2 separate regions of the Ovis aries genome follow, and region 2 is linked to region 1. Evidence: chromatin contacts called from public Hi-C data. All regions are on one chromosome and are shown on one strand. Each heading gives the region's core, a stretch centred on a gene start, on an enhancer-like site or on the middle of the called end of the contact. The rest is flanking DNA. Distances are from core to core; before and after follow the strand shown.

Evidence for each region. A called contact is a pair of places that touch in the nucleus more often than the background predicts.
Region 2: a Hi-C map of tail adipose tissue shows a contact between it and region 1, with 4 times the contacts expected there. The contact joins the promoter of SMPDL3B here to the enhancer-like site in region 1. A contact is called at or near these places in 13 of 16 Hi-C or Micro-C datasets (blood, hypothalamus, liver and 6 more).

What each region holds. Positions count from the first base shown.
Region 1 is chr2:239,114,594-239,117,189 of ARS-UI_Ramb_v3.0, forward strand. EYA3 (EYA transcriptional coactivator and phosphatase 3) reads left to right here. Exons shown (of 16, transcript NM_001161733.1): 15 at 2,022-2,122. Among named protein-coding and RNA genes, the nearest start is that of XKR8, 19 kb to the right of the region's middle. Within about 2 kb of position 1,323, at least 10 of the 54 cell types and tissues checked have an H3K27ac peak or open chromatin away from gene starts, as enhancers often do. A contact at or near this core is called in tail adipose tissue, where this site is marked.
Region 2 is chr2:239,165,243-239,167,838 of ARS-UI_Ramb_v3.0, forward strand. SMPDL3B (sphingomyelin phosphodiesterase acid like 3B) reads right to left here and starts at 1,323. Exons shown (of 7, transcript XM_012150886.5): 1 at 979-1,323. The coding sequence starts at 1,039.

The sequences.
Region 1 (2,596 bases), core at 73-2,572:
ATCTTCTCCACAGGCCTGGGTGTCTTGCAGTTATAGCTTCTATTGCTTGACATTTGGTAAGCTTACCACTCATTGGTCTCATCCTCCCGAACAGGAAAGCTCATCTCTAGGATTGCTTTAAAAGTATAAAATGAAAGTGTATTTACCAAGTATGTTGAAATTATTTTTTCAAATGGCTACTACTTTACTCTGAGCTGTTAATAACTCATTCTTAATCCTTTTAAAGGAGATATTCCTAATTGTATTTCTTCCTTGATCATTGCAGGCCAGGACAATGAAACCATCTCAGTGTCTCTGTCTTCTAAATATAAGACTTACCCTTTGTTAGGTCTTCGGAGAAATTTCTAAAATCCTACTGATTTAGGATCCTACTAAAAGTTTTTTCTCTAAATTGTAAATTTGACTGTGGCTCTAGCAGAGGTTGGATTAGGTAGTAAGGACATAATGGTTGGAGTGGGATTAGACACACAACTTTTAACACTTAATAAGAACATAAATTAACTCATTATTAGTTGAATTACTTAGTGCTTAAATTGGGGCTGAAGATCTGGACTAATGTCATCCCCTGAATCATTTATGAAATTAATATGTATTTACTCAGCAAACATGGTTTGAATGCTTGATATCAGTGTAAGGCGTGACAGTGCTGTTGTAAAGTGGGAGCATTGAAAAGGACCCAAGTGCATCTAAACCAAGCCTTGTGTTGAGTGGGAGACTGAAGCCCCTTGTGTTAAGAGTGCACTAGAGTCTGGTCCAGGTTTGAGGTGCCCCCTGAGCTAGGCTTGTCACGGACTTGGGAGCTGCTCAGCTGTACCACCTAGGACTTCTGAGTACGGGTGTAAGGTTCTTGTTACTTATGTTGTAGTCATCTGAGATTTGTATATTTCCTATAGTTGTATATTTTATTACAACAGTTTTCCAGCAGATGGCATTCAAGTGCCTTGAGGAAGAGGCACCTTTTTCTTATTCACACAGGAGCCCTGGTGTGAAGTCAGTCACTTGAATCAGGAAGGACAAGAAGGTTAATGGAGCAGAATGAAAAAAAGAAGCAGAGTTAGGGCCTTGCTTAACTGAAGAATATGGCAGAAACAGAAATAAAGCCTAAGAGATGGTGAAGGAAGCACAAGAGAAATAATTTTATTTACTTGTGCAAGTAGTGTCTTTGCCACAGCAGTGTTACGTGTGAGCGTTTAGATTTAGATGTTGGTTCCAGGTGGGATTTGAGCTCTGATACATTACTGTGTTTCCAAGAACTGTCTGCAGTGGTTTTAAATCGCCCATTTCCCAAGGTCACTGAAAGTGATCCAGGATCTCAGCTGTAGCTACGCAGATGAGGGAGGGAGTTCCAGCTGTGACACATGTCGGTACTCTGGCTCCTCCCCTCCTGAGAGACAGAGGCCCACGCCTAGAACTATTTCTCTAGGAAACATAGAGTTGGAAGGAAATGCCTGTTTGTTCCCAATTACTCACCAGGAATCAGGGACTTCCTCATCTTTTTCTTTCACTAATAGTTTCCCCTCAAAAATCATCCTTTCTTCATGGCACAGTGACCAGAGCCTAGACTTAGAGTCAGAGGCTCAGAGTCTAGCTACTGGCTTGTTTGTAATCTGGGGCAAGTTTGGGTGTATTTCCATCTACTGAAAGAGAGGATGGATCTCATCTCACCAGATTATTTTAAGCGGAAGAATTACTTGAAAACTGCTCTGTATGCCATGAAGTCCAGGAGCTGTGGAAGAGGGAGGAAGCGTGCACAGCTCCCACACTGTGTTTATAGAAACCCCCACGCTAAGATCTTTGGGACTTCACCCTCACTGCTAAAGAAAGAACCCAGGGAGCCAGTGCCTAAAAAGTCTGCGGTGTGAATGGAACAGTTTCACATTCTTTGGGCAGAGGGCCTGCTGGCTCTCCAGCTGCCGCCCTGACTTTGTCTAAGCACAGGCAGGTGAACCGAGCATCATCCCTTTTCTTTGATATTGAAGAAAGAAGGAGTATCTTAAGAGGAAATGTCTTTTTCTTATCAGGTAAGGAGAGCTGCTTCGAGAGAATTGTGTCGAGGTTTGGAAAAAAAGTCACATATGTAGTGATTGGAGATGGACGAGATGAAGAAATTGCAGCCAAACAGGTAACCAGGGCAAAAAACATAGTCTATATGCGAATACATTGAGCAATTAGAAGAATCCTAAAACTCGGAAATAGCGATCTATTGGGCATTTACACTGTTTTCCCTTCCTCTCCCATTTTTTCTTTCTTTTTTAAAAAATGTATTTGGCTGCGCTGGGTCTTAGTTGCGGCATACAGGGTCTTTTAGTTGTGGCATGCAGACTCCTATTTGTGGCTTGTGGGATTTAGTTCCCCGACCAGGGATTGAATCCAGGCCCCTGCATTGGGAGCATGGAGTTTAAGCCACTGAACCGCAGGGAAGCCCCCATTTTTCTTTTGTCAAAAAAAGCAGAAGGGTCATTCCCCCGCCCCCACCCCGCCCCGTGCAGTTTTCCTTGTAAGTTATTAGATCCTCCCCTTTTCTCTCCTCCCCGCCAGGCTAAAAATCTTAAAATGTTTGAGCCCTCCTACAAGGAGCCCACATAATTAAACCTGA
Region 2 (2,596 bases), core at 73-2,572, 51 kb after region 1:
CCCATCCTCCCTACTCCTTTATTCTGCTTTGTTATTCTCCGTTACCCTTGTTATTTCCTGGAATATGTATTTCTTTGTCCATGTGTCTTTTAGTCTGTTTCTCCTGAGGTGAAGGGAGGCTTCACCAGCACTGGAATTTTGTTTCTTTTCTGCCACATCCCTGGTTCCAAGAATAGTGCATGATTCATTTTTTGGTTCAAAATAATTTTTTCTTGTCCAGGACATTTTAGTTCTTGTGTCTTGTTTTTGTTTTGAAGAACTATAAGTTCAAGCTTAGGAAAGCTCGCCTTTGTCTTAAACAAAACAACAAAGCTTTTGTATCATTTGCTAATCTAATGTCCTTTTAAGTGAGAGATGGGAGAAATCTAGCAAGGATACAATTTATACCATAAATGATGCGGATCTATGTAGTGCGTGCATGCACACTGTTGACAAAATGAAAATCTGCTGGTGGCATTTGCAGAAAAGAAACCCCTGCAGGTCTCTGGGGTTGTGGTTTATTCTCAAAGTCGTGTCTGACTCTTTGCAACCCCATGGTCTATAGCCACCAAGCTCCTCTGTCCATGGGATTCTCCAGGCAAGAATATTGGAGTGGGTTGCCATTCCCTTCTCCAGTTGCAGATTTCTAAACAACAGTGACCTCTGTTAGGAAATTCTAAAATGTGTTCCAGATCCAAAAAGGAATGAGGTTAGTAAAATGCTTCAACAGAGTTCCAATAAAATACTAGATTTGAGAGCTACTCAACCAATATTTGTTGAATGAATTCACGAATGTGCCTGCTACCTTCTACCTCTACCAGCTGGCTGGCTCTTAGACAGCTCTGAACAATGTCCATGTTCCTTCCGTGGCCAGCCATCACCTCCACTTAACAATCTTAGGCTCAAACAGCACACCCTCCACCCACTAACTCTCTCCCCCAGCCTCCCCAGCTGAGCTCCCTGTCTTGCTATTCTTAGCAACATTTTCAGCTTACCTACCTGGTGCAGCTCTGGCGACTCCCCAGGAGGCCAGGAAAATCAGCACCCCCGGCAGCCTCATCCTGGGGTTTCGTCTGATGGGAGCTTTTGTTCCAGCCACAGACTTCCTAGCTAGGTGTTGATGGTCGCGTGTCAGAGCAGAACTTCCCGTCCAGTCACCAGCTGTTTCCAGACACTCAGGGCTTCTGGCTCCTCTGGCTTTTCTTCCTTTGCCCAGGGGGGTGTGAGCAGGGTTTGCCCCGGGAGCTGCACTTGCCAGGCCTTTGGACTCTCACGTAAGAAGCAGCACCAGTCCTGCCAGTTCCTCAGAGCGTGTTGGTCAGTCCAGTCAGCAACTGGAAACTCACTCAGCCGCAGTCACCAGCCAGCAAATATCCACTTTCGGAGTTTTCATGCTGCCCCACCCCAGGAGAACAGACTGTAGAAACTGTCCGGCCTTTGCCATCAAAGGAACTTGAGTGCTTGTTGGAGACTGAGCTGCTTGACCACAAATGAACCCAGACCAAGAGTCATCTGTTCATTCACGCGGAAACCCTGTCCTGGGGAGATAAGAGTGACCCAAGGCCACCACTCTGCCCTCTAGAGGAAGAAGCAGGCCACTGGACTGCAGTTCTGCGTGACAGGTGGCTTGACAAGCCCAGAGGAGGGAGCTCACCCTCTGAGGAAACTGAGAGGGCCTCTGGGAGGAGGTGACATGGCTTCATCTCTTCGATTGTGAAAATCTGCCAACATAAACAGAAGTAGAGAGAACGATGTAAGGAGCCCCCGTATCCATCCTCCCACAAGAGCAATTATGAACTCACAGCCAATCTTACTTCATCTTTACCCCCACCCCAACCCCAAAGGATTATTTTTAAATTCCAGAGATCATATCATTTTGCCCATAAACAATGTAGTATACATTTCTAAAAGATAAGAACTTTTTTTTTTTTTAGAATTTTTTAAGAACAGCATAGAGGATCTAAAAACAATTAATAGTGTTCCTGACCCTCCTCCTTGGACTCATTTTTCTTTTTTTTTTAATTTATTTATTTTAATCCGAGGGTAATTGTTTTACACCATGGTGATGGGTTTTGCCACACATTAGTATCAATCGGCCATAGGCATACATGTATCCCCCCCTTCCTGATTCCCGCTCCCTCCTTCCTGATCCCCGCTCCCACCTTCCTCCCTTGCTGTTTGTTGTTCAGTCACTAAGCCATGTCTGACTCTGCGACTCCGTGGAGTAAAAGCATGCCAGGCTTCCCTGTCCCTCACTATCTCTCTGAGTTTGCTCAGCTTTACCAGCAGTCCTTCCAATGAATATTCAGGGTTGATTTCCTTTAGGATGGACTGGTTGGATCTCCTTGCCATCCAAGGAACTCTCAAGAGTCTTCTTCAGCACCACAATTTGAAAGAATCAATTCTTCGGCACTCAGCCTTCTTTATGGTTCAACTCTCACATCCGTACATGACTCCTGGGAATACTATAGCTTTGACTACATGGACCTTTGTCGGTAAAGTGATGTCTCTGCTTTTTAATACGCTGTCTAGGTCTGTCATAGCTTTTCCTCCAAGGAGCAGGTGTCTTTTAATTTAATAGAAATTGATAGGGGACCAGACAAGAGATTAAAGCAAG